Linked DNA regions of Mus musculus: region 2 is linked to region 1. Evidence: chromatin contacts called from public HiChIP or PLAC-seq data. All regions are on one chromosome and are shown on one strand. Each heading gives the region's core, a stretch centred on a gene start, on an enhancer-like site or on the middle of the called end of the contact. The rest is flanking DNA. Distances are from core to core; before and after follow the strand shown. Region 1 overlaps BC039771 (cDNA sequence BC039771). Region 2 overlaps Rin2 (Ras and Rab interactor 2).

What was found. HiChIP or PLAC-seq counts read pairs in DNA pulled down with a chosen protein or histone mark.
Region 2: an H3K27ac HiChIP or PLAC-seq map of microglia shows a contact between it and region 1, with 3 times the contacts expected there. The contact joins two enhancer-like sites. A contact is called at or near these places in 1 of 15 datasets of contacts at CTCF or cohesin (the NIH/3T3 cell line), 1 of 484 Hi-C or Micro-C datasets (bone marrow-derived macrophages), 1 of 115 datasets of contacts at active chromatin or transcription factors (microglia) and 2 of 9 other capture datasets (adipose tissue and liver).

The regions. Positions count from the first base shown.
Region 1 is chr2:145,739,603-145,743,819 of GRCm38.p6, reverse strand. The region is part of intron 3 of BC039771 (cDNA sequence BC039771); the gene reads right to left. Among named protein-coding and RNA genes, the nearest start is that of Gm34513, 18 kb to the right of the region's middle. Within about 2 kb of position 2,884, at least 25 of the 459 cell types and tissues checked have an H3K27ac peak or open chromatin away from gene starts, as enhancers often do. A contact at or near this core is called in bone marrow-derived macrophages and microglia, where this site is marked.
Region 2 is chr2:145,821,005-145,825,248 of GRCm38.p6, reverse strand. Rin2 (Ras and Rab interactor 2) reads right to left here. Exons shown (of 13, transcript NM_028724.4): 3 at 2,884-2,984; 4 at 2,488-2,639. The coding sequence starts at 2,510. Among named protein-coding and RNA genes, the nearest start is that of Rin2, 37 kb to the right of the region's middle. Within about 2 kb of position 2,263, at least 101 of the 459 cell types and tissues checked have an H3K27ac peak or open chromatin away from gene starts, as enhancers often do. A contact at or near this core is called in bone marrow-derived macrophages and microglia, where this site is marked.

The DNA.
Region 1 (4,217 bases), core at 1,635-4,134:
GCCTACTATGTGTCCCCAAGCCTGCAGCAAACTGTCAGGCAACTACAGGCACTGAAAAAAAAAAAGTGGGGAGAGGGTGTGATTGTAACACTTTATCCACAAGGTGGTCTAGTAGCTTCTACTGCATGAGGTGTGTGAAGCCCTGCAGCTCCCACCCACATGATGAACTTAGGTTATCAGTGCTATGATCACTACTCCCCAAGACCCGTGGATGCGGATGCCATCTGCCTGATTCACACCACCTGAACACTGTCTTAGAGGTGTCAGCTTCTTAGGAAATTAGATGGAGCTGGAGCGGAGCCAAGCCAGAGGTCAGTGTTCCAGCTCAACTCTGCGACCTCGTGCCTCTGTTTCCTCATCTAGAAACGGAAGACAGACAGTAAGAGCGAGACTCAGGACAGCAGCCTTTCATCTGGGTCCTCCGGGGTCATGGGCATCACATTAAGTGTGTAAAACTTTCACTCCGGGAAATGCCAGAAGAGTGGAATGGGGAGGGCAGCTGGGGCAGCTGGGAAAGCCATTAGGCTGGGATTCGGATCCTGATGATTCATCCTATTTTTGGTGCATTTCAAAAAAAAAAAAAAAAAAAAAAAAGAAAGAAAAAAGGCACATGTCTATACTTTACCCTAAGTGCTTTACCATGTGCATATTTAACTAGAATCCAATTACTTTTTCAGGTTAAAAAATTATGTAAAAATTTACACCAAGTTTTTAAATGACTGAAGCCATTTCCAAGCAGCAGACACCAGACATTACCTGGCGGGGAGCAATTGGCAGCTGCACATTCTTGGCGTGGGACGTGGCATGTGGGCATCTGCCTATGTGGTTGCTACAGATGCTGAGTATAATAGGATGGGGCTCCAGGAAGCAGACTCAGGCAGAGGTTAGACTGCAGGGGGCTTATTATGGGACAACTGAAGAAACCAGCCATCTCATGGCCCCATATGAAGTCATGGAGGTTGGCTTTGACTAAAAAAACTAAGGGGTTTCACCAAAATGGTTCTTAAACATACAAATTTCATCCTTTGTCCTCATCCTTTTAATATGTATTTCCTGAAGGCCGAGTCCTATCATTTGCGCATGCCCAGAATCCTGTGAGCACACCCCTACATCTAAGGTCTTAAGGGGTAACTCCTAAACTTCTAATCTAGAGTGCTACATAAGACACTAGAACCCTTGTTTCCTGGCTTCTTATTGCTGGGGTGTGGTCGCATTATCTGGGCTCTGATGAAACAGATGGGCCCATGCAAAGCTTTGCTGGAAACCGGACCCCATATCTGGGATAAGAACAAGCATCCATGTGGTAGTCAGGGACCAAGGTCGAACTAGTGTGGCACTGAGCAACAGCTAAAGACGTGATCCCGACAGCATCTTCCTGCTCTTGGACTGTAAGTTGGGCAATTCTGCTATGTTGTTGTGAGAGCCACTTAGGATGCTCAGTTCATGGTCCATCCATGATTCTGAGAGTCCTATTCTTTGGTACCATTCTTTACCTAAACCAGCTGGAGCAATTCCTCTGCATGCATACAAACCTTGCTAATATACAGACTTTCAGTCACTTTGTAAGTCACAGTGCCTTCTCATCAAACACAAGGCAGATATTCCTCAACTTACAATAGGGTTTAGTCCAATAAGCCTATTGCAAGCTGAAAATATCACATTGAAAAATGTGTCAAACATATCTAAACTACAAAACACAACAGAGCCCGGCCTGCCTTCAGGGTGCTTGAGACACTGAAAGCCAGCAGCCTGCAGAAGAACAATTAACAGTCCTGGATTGTGTATTGGTAGCCTAGGAAAAGATCAAATTTCAAAATCTAAAGTATTGTTTCTACTGAAATTCTATCACTTTTATTCTATAGCAAAGTGAAAAAATTAAAAAAAAAATCACTGTAAGTCAGGGGTGATTGGTCTTCTCTGGAAGCCCGGCATGCTAAGTAGGTTGGTCACTCTAATATGGGTTACTCCTCTGCAATCTAGAACTCTAGGACTCCAGGGACTTCCCTTTTACCAGGAGGTACAATTTCCTCAGTGAGGCTATTAAAGAGGGTTCATCATGAGTGCGCCCAGGATATATATAATTTGGGCTAGGGTTTGGGGAAGGGCTTTATCTCATCATGTTAACAAATTCCTCTTGTTTGTTAAGTACACCTACTTAAGTTTCCCATAGCCATTTGCTTACTTTATTCTTCCATGCATGTCCATCATAGGTACCCACCAGGAAGACACCAATATATTCCTCAAGAAGCAGATCAATCATGGCCTCTGTGAACTTCTTATTGACGGGTGGCCATTTCAGGAGCCTCTCAGCACACATAGGCGTTCCCTTCCTCCATGTAGGTGTCCTCCCGTTATGACCCCAGCTAATCTGTGATTCTGATGAGGTACACATCTGGAATCAATACCCCAAAGTGATATTCCCAGGCTTTACCCTCCTTCTACCTACAATATCTGCTAGGGCTTCACACCAGATAAGCCTACCAAGGTGCCAATTAGCAAAGGGAATCTGAGATACCAAGGCAGGTTAAGAGAGTGTAGGGTTGAAGTAAGGCAAGCGTGGCTCTAGGGATGGTAGAATAAATGAGCCACTCAACAGCTCCTCACAGAAGTCAGTGAGGTTGAAAGGGAATGCGAACTTAGTTGAAGGATAGCCTGGGCAACTTCATTATGCCCCTATCTCCAAATCCAAAGGTGAAAAAAACAGGCCGGGGCTGTAGTTTGGCAGTAGGCCCTAGGTTGAAGTTCTTGTACTGCAAGAGAAAAATTACATGACGTGCTGTCATTGTCAATAGAGGAAGTATGTGATTCACCCTGCTGTGTAAGTCAGTCTCAAAGACAGAAGACACAAGTGGAAGTGGGATACAACTGTCCCTACATGTTCCCATGGAACTGATATAATTAAAAAGTACATATGACACACCCTTGACCTAACTCACGCACGGAAAGACCCAATCCTCAGTTGACGGAGGAATGAGAGAAGTTCTATTCTTGACTGATTTCCAATGAACAAGGAGGAACCTGAGGCAGAAGCAGAAGTGATGGGCCCTGTGAGGGCAGATTCTCACTCATCTATGTGCTGCTGATATTTAGGGGTGAGAAGCCTGGTCAGGCTGCAAACTCTGTCTATACAAGCCAAGATTTCAAGAACCCTGAAAGACCTGGAGTCTATCAAAGTGTCCCTTCTGACAGGAAGAATGGAAAGTTATTGCTAATAGGGTCTGGATTCCACCTGCACAGGGTAGTAAATTACTGAGGGACACAGCACTCAGCTATTGTGTCTGCAGAGACATCACAATGAACTCACAGGATGAAAGGCCAGTAAGGATTCCAGAGGCACCAGTAGACTCCAACCAGTTCAGTGGATCAGATGGATAATTTCTAGAAAAGAAACACCCAGAAAAGGGGAATCTTATCTAATTAAAACCAAACCAAAACCATAAACAAAAACAAAAACCAAGGCTCAGTAAAAGTAAAGGGATTTTTGTAAATATGCTTTTGGCCCATGGTAACATCAACAGAAGCAGCAGGAAAAGCAAATCAAAACACTTTGCTCATTAGAGTGTCTAATTTACGTAAGAGGATCAAATAAATATGGTAAGACTGGAAAGGAAGCCAGCTTTACTACGTAGGCTGAATTCTAAGGTCACTGGGGCAGTTGCAAGGGAGAAGCTGGACACTCCTTAGGCATTTCCGTAGCCTTTCTGGAGCGGTCAGAAGCCATGTTTGATATTAAAAAAGAAATCACATAAGCACTGTTTGTGATTGTCTCTAAGCGCTTGAAATAATTGAATTGGTGCTGGACAACAATGGGGCAGATGCTGGACTCTCAACCCAGGCTGAGGTAGGGGAATTGTGAGCTCAAGGTCAGCTTGGGTCACACAGTGAATCCCAGGCAAGTCAGCATTATTGAGAGATCCTATCTCAAAGAGAACCTCAAATAAACCCTGTGTCACAGAGAGCCAGATCTAAGTTTTAGGGAGCCTGACAATCCATTTTAGAGATCTGGTGTGAGAAAGAACCTAAAATCACCTATGTGACACAGTCACCTGCCTCAGGAAGGGAACCAAGAAGAAAAGAACCTGGATGCCATGTAAGTCTATACCCACCTCATCCATCTTGGCCATAATATTAGACAAACATGTTAGTAATGCAATCCACAAATAACAACTATACCTGACTCATCCTGAGAGATGTTCATGGTAAAGTAAGTCTGATGC
Region 2 (4,244 bases), core at 1,014-3,513, 82 kb before region 1:
TTGTACACTGTACATTTGTACATTTGGTTTTCAAGCATAGCTGTTTTTCCTATGTCATGCCATCAAATTTGATTTAATACACTTAAACATGCTATTCTGAAAAGGAGTCCACGGCACAAGAAAACATTAAGACTGCGAGAACATTTCAGAGTTAACCATGGAGTAGCAAAACGTTAACCCAAGCAAGGGAATAGAGGTCCTTTACTGCCTAGGAAAACTAGCTTGGTATTTAACCCCAGGTTCCATCAATTGAGGAAGTTCAGGCATTTTGCAATGACTATTGGGAGGGACAGGAGAGGCCCTGTCAGACTCATACTTATGGAGAAGGATGTCAGAAGAAGGTGACAAGGGTGCATTTGTTACATCTGGTGCACTGGAAAACTAGCAGCAATTCCCTAGAAAGGGTAGAACTGCTAACTAGCTTCCTCCCTCTCCCTCCTTTCTTCCTTCTCTTCTCTCCCTCTTCCCTCTTCTCCCTCTTTCTAGGTTGAACTTTCCATCCTCCTGCCTCAGCCCCTGAAGTCTCAGGATCACAAGTTCTGTGTGCTCAACCACTTTTCTCTACAGCAGTAATACAACTCCAGGATGGAATTGTGGTCTTGTACCCATGGCTATGTCTTTCTTCGTTCTGGAAACAACTCAAAGTCTCTTTTTCCTACCTCCCTGTTGCCTGGCTCTCCTGATACCTCCATTGGGAAAATGGATAAATTAAAAGCAGTCACTGCTTCTAAAAAATCTTAATGACCAAGAATTGTTGGTTTGATGTTTTAGCCACATTATCAATTTCCACATGAGTAGAACAAGCTTAATAATGGACCTCTCTCTGTCTTTTATAATAGTTAGGAGATACAATGGGCTGGTAGCTTCAAACTCCTGAGGCCAACACATAATAAGCACAATATCTCTATCTCTATCTCGCTATATCTATCTATCTATCTATCTATCTATCTATCTATCTATCTATCTATCTATAAAACAAATATTTGCTACTATGTCTGGCAAGTAAGGTACCTCTAAAAATGAGTAAATTCCATGTTAATGAACACAGTATCCAAGGATATTAGTTTGAACAAATATGTTATTGTGGTGTACTTTTGGTCATTCTTTTTGGTTTTGTTTGCTGATTTGTTTGAGACCAGGTTTATCTATTATGTATCTCTGGCTGACCTGGAACTTGCTATGTAGATCAGGTTAGGCTCAAACTCACAGAGATTGCCTGCCTCTACTTCTGCTGGGACTAAAGGCATTCACTACCATGACCAGTCACGTCCCACACTTTTGATCATTCTTAAATTTGGAAAGAAAAAGATGAAAAGAGATATTAGGGCTGGGAGTGTGGTATACTCAGTGTAGTGAGCCTCAGAAGTGCAACATATACTCAGCATGCACCACAAATAAACACAAGCAATGTTAGTGATTAAATGAACTCCAGCTCTCACCCTATTATCTGCTGAGGTCAGGAAGTAAGATCTCAATGGTTTGCAGCCCACCCCCCCCCCAAAACCTTAATAACCCCTGTGACTTATACTTAGAGGAGATCTTTTTCACTCTGTGTCTGTCCCCTGCAGAGCTTGGGGACATGGTTTCCATTTCTCCTAGACATAGACAAAACAAATGTCACTAAATTCTACTCCTTATCAGCCTAGACTCCAGTTTTGCTTACATATAGCAGTGCAGAGACTAAAGCTCAACCCTGCACAAAAGTTCCAAGAATAGCCTTTGAACTATGGATATGAGATGGGGGGAAAATCTCTAGCTGAAAACCATTGTGCACTGAGCATGTGTGTCAAGTTTATGGGAGAAAACAATGTAACTAATCAAAGTCCATTCACACCAGGGTATAAAGAAAGCACTAAAAGCCAAGAAGCATGGAAGGACACCTGGTCTACCTCCACTACTTTGTAGAAATGGCCAGGAAGTAGAGGGTACCTAGAACTTGCCCAGCTAAGGCAAATGCAGCTCCAGCACCACCTTCTAGCTGCCTAGCAACCGCCTCCCTTGATTGGTGGCTTTTTTTTCCCCTCCCTCAGTCTTGGGCAGAGAACAAGTCAGGCTGGTTTGAAACTTGCCTGGGCAACCAGTGTCACCTGGTTTGTCTGCGTGTCCTGTGACTTGCAAGCAGACTCACATAATAAATCTTAACTTTGTACTATTCCATGCAGCCTCAAGCAGGGAAGAGGGGGTGGGGTGATGAACCTGGTTTTCTAGGCCCCAACCAACACGCCCATCATTCAGTAGCAATGACCTTCTGCTTTTCTGCCAACAACTAAGGCTCTATCAAAGAGCTAAGAGGTTTGACCTTCAACCTACAACCTCACCTCTGACCCCTGTAAAGATAATTTTCCAGTGCAAAACCAGCCCCTCCTACATATTCAAAGAGTATGCAGCATGCCAAATTGGCACAGCCATTTATGACCTCATTTAGTTATAAACCCCCTGATGGCTTTTCAGGTTAATAGCTATTGTAGATCTGAGGATTTTTCTGACCTGAGAATGCAAAATGGGTCCATCCTCTTTAGTTGCTCCCCTTTAAACCTTCTGGAGACTTCCAGGGCTATACTGAATTCTACTTCATGCACGGAAGGTCCGCTGTATTACTCTTTCCATCACTGTGATACGTGACTGACAATTTCCCGGTTCTGGTGCCAGGAGGAATCAAGAAGGTAGAAAGTTCAAGTGCCTTCAAAGCAATTAAAATAAACAAGCAGGCAAGGAGCTTCTAGGCCACTCCCACCTCCTACAGAGAATTTCATCTGGTGGTATCACCACACTCCCAGTGCCCAAACTTTGAAGGAGTGACAGGATTGCCAGCCCTCTTCATTCACCAGCTTCTCTGCGTCCCCCAGCTCGCTGCAACAAGCACCTAGCTTTGTCTTTGATCACCTGTGGGTTTCAGAAGGTTCCAGGCCATTTTCCCGGCTGATATCTGTCTGCACCATCTCCCGTTTCAGTTCTCCGATCTCCGAGGCGATCGTGTCAATGAGCTATACAGAGACAAAAATAGCATGACGTCAGGAAGTGAAGAGGCGGGCCGTGTTCCTAAAGCCAGGGAGCCCTCAACAGATGACCCTCCTACCCCCAGTTTTAAATCTTGGCTCTGTGAATTTCCTCTAACCAGAGGAAAAAATAAAGGGGGAGGAGCAGGTCCCCTTTAAAAAGAGGAAGGACTTGGGTTTTGATATTGGGAAAGAGCTGGGGTTTCAGTATTGTAATAAGGAAAAGATTCTGACACCCAGCTTGGGTTGCTCAACATGAATATAGAAGAATAAATAAATCCTACTCAAACCAGGTCTCCAAACTCATTTTTGTCAAAAGAAATATTTCAAGGATCTCTGTGAGGTAGAGGCCATCTTGGTTTACATAGTGAGTTTTAGACCAGCCAGGGCTACAGAGTGAGACCCTGTCTCAGGAAAAAAAAAAAAAAAATATATATATATATATATATATGTGTGTGTGTGTGTGTGTGTGTGTGTGTGTGTGTGTAACAAGGCATGGTGGCACACAACGATAATCCTAGCAACAAGAGGCTGAGGAAGGGGTATAAAGATTTGAAAGTAGTCTAAGCTACACAACAAGACACTGGTTCAAAAAAAAAAATAGACAAGAAAACAATGCAGTACTTACAAATTCAAATTTGGCAAGATTCTAGGAATAAACCCAGGCCTCATACACACTATGTAAATATTCTACCTGAGCTGTATCTCCAGTTTTCATTGATCAGTTAACTGAGTCATTGAGTGAGCCAGGCCTTACCACGTAGCCTAGGCTAGCCTTGAAGAGCCAGCCTTACCATGTAGCCTAGGCTAGCCTTGAACTCACTAAGTATGACAATTTGGCCTTGAATTTGAGATCCTCCTGCTTCAGTTTCTCTCTTTCACTGTAGTTTTTGATTTGGTGTTTTGAGAAAGGGTTTTTTGCTAGGTCATTCAGGTTGGTCTGAAACTGACTGTGTACACCAAAGCTGACCTACAACTCAAGGCAACCCTCCTGTCTCAACCTCCTGAACAGTAGGATTCTAGACATGAGCTACTACTATGCCTAGCTTAGCCTTTTAAGATGATAAATGTGAAGCCAGTGGGTCATTCTGCTCCCAGCTACATGAAAGGTAAAGGCAGAAGGATCATTTGAACACAGAAGACTAAGACCATACTGAACAACATGGGAATCCTCACACCTGCATGAATGATTGAATGAGTGAACAAATGAATATAAAATCTTGAAATTAAACCATAAAAGCATGGAGA